Regions from separate parts of the Mus musculus genome. Here regions 2 and 3 are each linked to region 1. The links are chromatin contacts, called in public promoter capture Hi-C maps. All regions are on one chromosome and are shown on one strand. The core of a region is the stretch at or near the end of the contact, and the rest is flanking DNA. Distances in the headings are between cores, read along the strand shown.

Region 1 (2,898 bases), core at 266-2,765:
CCCTCCCCTCCGGGCCTGGCAGACTCAATAAAGCTTTGCTAAATGAAGCCATCACCGGTAGAAATGACCCAAGCAGAAGGAACGCCCACGCCCCCTCACAAAGCTTGTGTTTCCAACATCCCAGCCAGGGGCTCCAGAGAGGTCAGAGGAAGCAGCGCACCTGAGCAGGCAGGTGCCTCCAGGGTTCCCGTTTTACCTAGGGCCTGCAGGGGCATCTGAGAGCTGGGGAGGGCCAAGAATGAATAAATCCGGTGTCACAAACCCTCGCGGATATAGCTGGGCTGCACGGCCATGAAGAGTAACAGAAACAAGGCTCCCCACAAGAAGGAAACGTAAAAGATCCCCGTAAGACCAGAATTAATCTCAAGCCATTCCACGCATCAGATCCTGAAATGGCCCTGAAAACGAGGAAAGGAGGGCACCTCTGCAAGCCCGGGTCACAGCTGACTTCGGTTATTAGCCCCCAGGGGTCCGTGACCCGTGTCACCAATGCAGGCTCTTCTGGTCTTAGCACAACAGGAATGGACCCCCAGATCTACAGGGGCAAGACCCTCCATGAAGCCAGCCAACCCCAGAGCCTACAGGCCTCCTCACCCTGGGGTGCAAGGCCTCCTGAGCCACTCCTTCAAGATGTTTCTGCCCCACCCCCCAGGTTTGAGCTGAGCCCCACTCAGCACTGGGGGACCTGCACGGACTAGGTGGGCTAAAGATTGCGAACAAACAGACTTCTCTGCTCTCTATTGCATGGAAGGAACCTTTCTCCAGACCACATTTAGAATCCACTCAGGTGTTTGTTAGGGATCGGAGAGTTGCGGATTCATAAAATGTCAGAGCCCAAAGGGGCCTGGCTCCTCCCACCCCTATAAATCGAGAAACTGAGGCATGACATAAGAGGTGACGCTCCCCACCCAGATCCGAACTGAATCCCTCGTATCTTTTTTGGGGTGGTTCCCTGCCCAAGGTCACGCGGCAAAACAGATGCGGGTCTTGACGGAACCCAAAAATCCAGGCTCCAGACTCAGAGCTCCGCAGCGTACAGAGTGAGCAACAAAATCTAGTTCCAGGTCCTCGCCCCGAAAGCGCGCGGCAGGTGCAGCAGTGCGCCCTAGAAAAAGATCCACGCCCTGATCCGCGCCCCCCAATAAGCGGCCTTAAACTTGGGCTCCGTCCCCACCGACGCACGAGAACCTAGCCGCTAAGTGTAAAGCAGCGACAGCCTGGAGGTCTCGGCGATGGGACTGAGGACCTCGGTGACAGGGGCCGTGATCCGCTTGTGTCAGCAGGGCCGCCCGGGCCAGGTGAGGTCGCGTCGGTGTCCGGCGCCCCGCGCCCCAGCCCGCCTTGCTGTGTCCTTACCCAAGACACGACGCGCAGGATGGTGTGTGGCTGCCTCACCAGGGTGTAGGGGTCGAAGGCGCCCCCGGCTTTGCCCGCTCCGTACGCACCCCCTTCCATCGTGGCTGCACCGCGCGGCGCCCCCCGCTCGGCGCGCGCCGCCGACCCGTGCGCGTGCGCGGCGCCCCCGCCCCCTCCCCTGCGCTCGGCTAGTGCTTGCCGGGGCTCCCGCCAGGGGGCGTCCGTGCACGGCAGGTGCAGCTCCCCGAAGCTCGCGCTCAGAAAGCGGGTGCTTCTTGGGGTCCCGGTGTGGGGCGCGCTCCCAGCCAGCGGGGTGACCTCTTTGCAAAATAGCGCGTGATCAGGGTGTGGACAGAGAGTGCAGCCGCATCCCCGCTTTCGGAAGCCCTCTGAGATGTAGTTCTTCAGGAAACTCTTTTTGTTATGTATTTATTTATTTATTCATTTGCCTCTTTCCTTTCGCTCTCTGCTTCAAATAAAGGGAAGGGGCTCCGTTTGATCGTACAGTGGCTCATTGAACGCGTCCGTAGGTCGCTGGCTGCAGTAATGACCCTCTCTAAGAGATCTGCACAGCCTTCTCGGGCCCCCAGAACCACCTAGCCGCCGAGCTCCACCGATGATGTCATGCACGCGCCCCCTGACCTGGAAGGCGCTGTAAGGGAGGCAAAAGCTGGGAAAAAAACAGACCTGAGACTCCCTTCCCCTTCCACCACAGCTCCCGATCCCTTTCCTTAATCCAATAATTAATTATGTACTTATTTCTTCCGTTGTCTCCTCTGTCTGTGTGCTCCTGCTGGTCAGGTTTTGTTTATATCCAAAGGCCTCACAAACAGTAGGTGGTCAATAAATATACTCTACCCCCTCCCAACCCCAACATAGTTGGCCCTTTGGGGCTCTTGGGGGCTTTTTTTGTTTGTTTGTTTGTTTTTTGTTTTTTTCGAGACAGGGTTTCTCTGTATAGCCCTGGCTCTCCTGGAACTCTGTAGACCAGGCTGGCCTCGAACTCAGAAATCCGCCTGCCTCTGCCTCCTGAGTGCTGGGATTAAAGGCGTGCACCACCACGCCCGGCTCTCTCGGGGGCTTTTGTCGTTGTTTTTATTTGTTGTTTTTGTTTTGTTTTTGAGACAGAGTGGCTTGTAGAGGCCGGCCTCTGGAATTCACCGGGAGGAGGGGGATGGGTTTTGAATTTCTATTCCTCCTGCTGCTTTATCCCTGTGATGGAGTTTCAGGTCTGAGGCAGCTGTTATACTATGATCCTATAAAACGTCTAGAGGAAAACAAGGGAAGATCTTTATAACTTTGTACATTGGAAGACTTTTTTTCATTTTTATTTTCTCTTTGTCTTGTATTAGTGTCTGCCTGCATGTTCATATGAGCATCGTATAAATGCATTGCCTGAGGAGGTGAGAAGAGGGTGTGGGATTCCCTAGACCTGGAGCTCTACAGACCTTTGTGGGTCACTGTGTGGGAATCAAACTCTGGTCCACTGCAAGGACAAGTGCTCTTAACTGCTAAATTCACTGTATAGCCCGTGTTCAGTTC
Region 2 (2,898 bases), core at 185-2,684, 2.0 Mb after region 1:
ATCATGTCCCGAACCCCAGTTACCAGCCACCCTTTTCTCATCCTTTCACAAGAATCATCTTCCCAAAATGTCTACTTGTAGAAGCAAGATGTAGAATTTCACAGAAAAACTACAGAGAGTCACAGAGAAAGCTATACACAACCCCTGTTAGCCAGAAAGAAAGATCAAGAGGAAATAAGGCAGGAGATGCGTCTATCCAGACAGTAAAATAAAACAACCTCCCCTCCCCAGAAAGTGTGGAACCCATGAATAGGGGAGGAAGAACAACACATAGAAACTATGTTTGTAATTACCCATCCAGGATCTCTTCCAGGAGAAGCAGCTGATTGAAGTTTTGTGGGAATCTGACTGTGATGGGAGGACTGTATTTGAAGCTCTGGGCACGTAGAGATGGAATGAGAAGGAGGCTGAACTGGAAGAAACACCAAGGGGGGAGGGAAGAGGAGAGAGAGAGAGAGAGAGAGAGAGAGAGAGAGAGAGAGAGAGAGAGATCGCCAGCTACGCCTTCCTCCCAGCTCCAGGAGGCCCCGGCCAGCGCTCATTCCGGAACTGTGGAACAGGAGTCCGGGAGGCCAGGCAGCCCTGCGCTTGGCCCTGGCCTGGCCCGTCCGCGGACGACAGAGGCCCCGTGGCCAGGGCCCCACTCCTGGCCGGCTACAGAGCGCAGGGAGCGCACAGAGTGGGGGAGTTGTCCAGTTCAGCACCACGGCGACGCAGTAGGTGGGCGCTCCTGCTCCGAGAGCTGTCCAGTCCAGCACCGCGGCGATGCTGTAGGTGAGAGCGCCCGGTCGTGGGGAGCTGTCCACTTCAGCACTACGGCGATGCAGTAAGTGGACGAGCCCGGCCGGGGTGAGCTGTCCGTTTCAGCACCACGGCGATGCTGTAGCTGGGAGCGCCTGGCCCGGGGCTGCGCGGCCGTGAGCGGGGGAGGCGGGCGGGCCTGCCTGCTGCAAGACGCCGGCTAGCGCGCCCCATCGCTCGCTCGCTCGCTGGCTTCCGAGGAGCTTTGCGGATCGGGGGAGGGAACCCCGCCTCGATTCTCCGGGAGAAACCCCCTCCCTCCCCCACTTCGCCGACACTACCCCCGCCGCCAACAACAATAACCGCGGCTGCTCGTCCTGCCGCCACCGCGCCCGCCAACCCTGCTGCCGCTGCCGCTGCCGCCGCCGCCGCCGTTACCGCCGCCGGGGCACAACCATGGGAGGCGAGACCCCCTCACCGGTGCAGCTGAGCTCGAGGGCTTGCAGAAGACTGGGCAGTCTCCTCTGAAACGGAGGCGCCTCGAGGACCCCCTCCCTCCCCAAGGAAGAGAACTGGCGAAGCCACGGATTTTCATGGCGCAGGCCGCAGAGCCGCGAACGAAGACCGAAGGTTGCTTCCCAGCTCTTCCAGTCTCTAACTGTCTAGGTCCGGACCATGAGAGATGGTGTTGAGAATTCGGCTGTACCCTGGCGCGCTGTGGAAGCCATCTCCAAATTAGCGATCACATATGGAAACTGGAGACCAGAATTTTAGGAAAAGAGATTAAGGCATCTCACTTGGGGGGGTGGGGGGGTGTCTTTTTATTTATTTTCCCTTTTTTTAAAAAAATCGCTGCAACTGGAACAGTTTTTTGATCTCAAAAGGCAAGCCTCTCTTCCCGTGTGATCTTTATAATTTACACACTTTTCCGTGAGCTTTCTTATCTCCCTTTTTTTATATCTCTCCATATTCTCTATTCACACATATATCCATTATATTAGTAGTGGAATTACCAATCGCACCCTCACACACACGCTCCTGAGAACCAGAAGTCGGTTGGGTGTTTATATAATGAAGAATTATGGGGCTGTTTGATCGAGGTGTTCAAATGCTTTTAACCACCGTTGGTGCTTTCGCTGCCTTCAGCTTGATGACCATCGCTGTGGGAACCGACTATTGGCTGTACTCCAGAGGGGTTTGCAAGACCAAAAGTGTCAGTGAGAATGAAACCAGCAAGAAGAACGAGGAAGTTATGACCCATTCCGGATTATGGAGAACCTGCTGCCTCGAAGGTATTTGATTTCCAACCTCCTCCCCCTTCCCACGCCGCCCCTCCCCTCCACACCCCCCCCCCCGCCTCCAAATAAGTCCCCTCCACATTCCACCATTTTCCCACTTCACTCCCTCCGCCGCTGCCGCTGCAGATCAAGGTTGACTGGGTTAGTTTCAGAGGAAAGAAAATCAATAAGCAGAACCCACACTCTCTACTCTTTGGCTTCCACCCCGTCCTCCCAAACCTCCTCATTGGAATGATCTATGGTATGGTGAAAACAGGAAATTGTCTGTAGAGTTCAGATGTGCTCTGGATGCTTTGGAGTCCTTAGGGTTTGCCTTTGGGTCTGGCTTTGCCACCTATGAGGAGGGAAAAATAATTGCTTCCCTGTGTGCTGCTCAGCCTTTTGCAATGAAGGATTCAGAAAAAAATGCTCTTCCTCTTCTCTCGCTCCTCAAAAGTTACAGGCCCAGCACCATCTGCAAGTCTCCCTTTAAAAAAAGAAATCTGTTGTTTCTAAGAATCCTTATTTGGTAGATTCTAATTATTCTAGGAGCTCAAGCCGAGTTCAAGAGCATTTCGTAATGTCTACGAGCCCCGCGTACCATTCGAGGTGGCTGGCTGTGTGTATGTGTGTGTTTTTAACGTTTACGAAGTCTAAAATGCATGTGTCTCTCACAGGAAACAAGCCCAAGTTCTAATCAACAGCGGTCACTTGCGGGTTAGACCGAGCGCTGATTTGCTTCCACGCAGAGTGACATGTCTGTCACCCAGAAGCAAGTCGAGTCAGCACTGTGCAGGCAGGAGGCGAGGGCATGGAGAGGTTGAGGGGTGGAATGGGAAAAAATGGGGTGGGGGTGTCAGCTGTTGGTCTTGATCTTGCA
Region 3 (2,898 bases), core at 139-2,638, 2.0 Mb before region 1:
GGCATGCGCCACCATTGCCCTGATCAATATTCTTAAAAAGTGTCTCTTATGTGTGATTGTTTGCCTGCATGCAAGTCTGTGCATCACAGTGCCCATGGATGCTAGAAGAGGCAGTTGAATCTTTCTGTAACTGGAGTCACAAGTGTTGTCAGTTGCCATGTGGGTGTTGGGAATTGAACCCATATCCTATAGAAGAGCAGCCAGTGTGCTGAACCAGGGAGGCATCTCGCCAGTCTCTAGAAATGTTCCCTCCTGTTGGCAGTTTGAATCCATGTGGTTGCCTGACCCCCAATGCTAAAAATCTCAAGGTCCGGTTTTAGCTTTGCCACTGTTTGATTCCTGACAGTGGGCAGGCTTCCCTTCTTTACACTTTGTTCTCATCTGTAAAAATGAGGAACTATTTTGTAAGGCTCTTAAAGGTCCTCCCAGTTCTCAGCTCTACAGTTGTGACACAATGAGCTGAAATTGGCTCTAATGGTGGGGTCTGGGCTAGATCCAAATAGCCCCAAGATGTGTTTGGCATCATGTTGGAAAAGACTGAGAAGCCACGAGGATCACGGAAGAGCTCATGGGAGGGAGCGCTAGACTTGAGTTTATCCTTTCATAACGAAGTTTTGGTGCATCACTAAGAAAGGGGCAAGATGCTCAGAAGAAGGAAGCAGGTGTCCTACATAATTACTCCAAACACAACCTCCCTGTCATTCACTAACTAGCCCCCTAGTCCAATGGCTCTTGACCTACCCATTGCTGCAGCTCTTTAATACAGTTCATGTTGTGGTGACCCCCAACCATAAAATTACTTTCGTTGCTACTTCATAACTGTAATCTTGCTACTGTTATGAATCGTGTCTTCCGATGGTCTTCGGCGGCCCCTGGGAAAGGGTCTTTTGACACACACTCCCCAAGAGACTCACAACCACTGCATTATTCCAGCTAATTGTAGAAATCAACCTCCGCCTGAGAGGATGGTTTTGAAAAGGGTACACTATGTACTCAGAAAAAAAAAAAAAAAAAAAAAAAAAAAAAAAGCCTGGCGTGGTGGCGCATGCCTTTAATCCCTGCACTTGGGAGGCAGAGGCAGGTGGATTTCTGAGTTCGAGGGCAGCCTGGTCTACAAAGCGAGTTCCAGGACAGCCAGGGCTGCACAGAGAAACCCTGTCTCGAAAAAAAAAAAAAAGCCTGGTTATGAAATGGCAACCCTCACAACCCGTTGTACTAGTGTGCCACTTCCCGAGTGGTTTATTCACAATCTTTTGCCGATCCTAACTAGAACGCTAATAAAATCTGAAAAAACGCATCTCCCACATCCAAAGATGACTTCAGCACTCTCTTCTTCCGGGAAGGGGGCGGGACGCCGTCATTGCGCGCGCTCTGTGGCGTCACTTCCGCTTCCTGCCGCTTCTGAAGTGATTTCCGCTCCTTTTTCCTGCGCGGCGTTTCAGTCCCTCTTGAGTTGGGCTGTCGTCGAGTCGCGGCGAGACCGGCGCACCGCAGCCATGGTGAGTGAGCGCGGCGGGCCGCAAGCACGGGGAGCGCGGGCCGCGGGCCCTGTTCGCTGCGTCTTGGGGGAGGTGGAGCGCGTGCGACATGTCGCCCGCCCCGAGATGGCCGACCTCCAGGCCCGGGGCTGGAACTCCGGCGGCCCGCGAGGTCGTTCCTGGGGCGGCGGAGTGGAGATCCCGGGCAGCTGAGGTCCCAGGTCGCTGCGGCCCGGTGGGCTTTGCAGCCGTGGGCGTGCCCAGAGGCCGCGGCGAGGGGACAGGCATGGCGCAGCGTGGGAAAATGAGCGCCCCACGTGGGATGGTGAACGCGTGTGGAAGCCCGTCTGTTCTCCTTCTCGTTTTCTTTCTCTTTTCTTTTTAAACACTGGGGGATGAGGTGAAATCCCGGGATGCGAGGCACTCACTACCCACGTCTTCTCCACTCCCGGGGTTGAGGAAGGGGATCGCCGTGGGGTCCGCAGCCAGGGTCTGTCGGGAACTAAGACTTAGGGAATTCGGGGGCGCTTTTTGGTTTAGTTTGTTTTTAGGGGCTCATGGAGCCCTGGTTGGCCTTGGAACTCTGTAAACTAAGCTGGCCTTGAGCTCTCAAGAGATCTGCCTCACCAGTGCTGGGATTAAAGGCGCGTACCATCGCGCCCTCCGGACTAGGTAACCACCACCACCCCACCCTCGCCTCCTTTTTTAAATTTGGGGTCACATGGAATGTGAAGGAAGCTCAGGAAAGGCTCCCACCATGAGAGCGACCGACGCCTTCAGAAATCCGTGGTCCTGGTAGCCCCACGTGGGATGATAGCGTTTGAGCGTCTCCACTTTGTGATGGTGTACAGGGCTCCGTTTGGCTGAGCCCTTTCAGGCCTGGTGCGATTTCATCCAGCCCTTGGGTGGTCGGCTTTGTTTTCGTGCTCCCACCCCTGAGGTTTAGCAACTACTGACCGAGTCTAGAGTTTGAGAGAGAGAGAGTGGCTGAGCCAGTGTTGAACCAGGGAAGAGTTTTGAAGTGCGGTGCTCTTGGTGAACTCTGCAGCAGTTTGTCTAGGCTGGGAAGTGGGGACAACGGGTCGCTTGTAGCAGGCGGAGTACAAACATGCATCGCTTAAGGACGGGCGAGTTCTGGCTTTGGACATGAGATCTCCCTGCCTTGGCCGGCCTCCAGAATGCTGGGCTTACAGGTGTGTGCCACTACACCAAGGCTGGTCAGTCATCATTCTTGGATCCTCCTGATTAGACCAGGAGGCTGCTGCCATAGCAGATGTACTGCTTGCAGTAACGTTTCTCTAATACACAAAACCAGGAAATATAGACTAGTAACAGAGCAGTAACATCAAACACTACATAATTCGATGTACCACCGATTACAACTATCCTACAGTTGATGAGTTTACAACATTAATAAGGT

What was found. Promoter capture Hi-C pulls out the DNA fragments that hold promoters and counts their contacts. Capture Hi-C pulls out chosen DNA fragments and counts their contacts.
Region 2: a contact with region 1 is called in a promoter capture Hi-C map of liver, with 2.7 times the contacts expected there. The contact joins the promoter of Cacng2 here to the promoter of Syngr1 in region 1. A contact is called at or near these places in 2 of 39 promoter capture datasets (both in liver) and 1 of 9 other capture datasets (liver).
Region 3: a promoter capture Hi-C map of neutrophils shows a contact between it and region 1, with 2.4 times the contacts expected there. The contact joins the promoter of Snu13 here to the promoter of Syngr1 in region 1. A contact is called at or near these places in 1 of 39 promoter capture datasets (neutrophils) and 1 of 115 datasets of contacts at active chromatin or transcription factors (astrocytes).

What each region holds. Positions count from the first base shown.
Region 1 is chr15:80,089,951-80,092,848 of GRCm38.p6, reverse strand. It overlaps Syngr1 (synaptogyrin 1), which reads right to left and starts at 1,515. Exons shown (of 4, transcript NM_207708.1): 1 at 1,357-1,515. The coding sequence starts at 1,455. Gm31134 (predicted gene, 31134) reads left to right here and starts at 1,015. Exons shown (of 2, transcript NR_168675.1): 1 at 1,015-1,298; 2 at 1,838-2,116.
Region 2 is chr15:78,117,816-78,120,713 of GRCm38.p6, reverse strand. Cacng2 (calcium channel, voltage-dependent, gamma subunit 2) reads left to right here and starts at 1,434. Exons shown (of 4, transcript NM_007583.2): 1 at 1,434-2,033. The coding sequence starts at 1,823. It overlaps A730060N03Rik (a long non-coding RNA gene), which reads right to left and starts at 1,919. Exons shown (of 2, transcript XR_875456.2): 1 at 294-1,919.
Region 3 is chr15:82,046,088-82,048,985 of GRCm38.p6, reverse strand. It overlaps Snu13 (SNU13 homolog, small nuclear ribonucleoprotein (U4/U6.U5)), which reads left to right and starts at 1,388. Exons shown (of 3, transcript NM_011482.4): 1 at 1,388-1,499. The coding sequence starts at 1,497.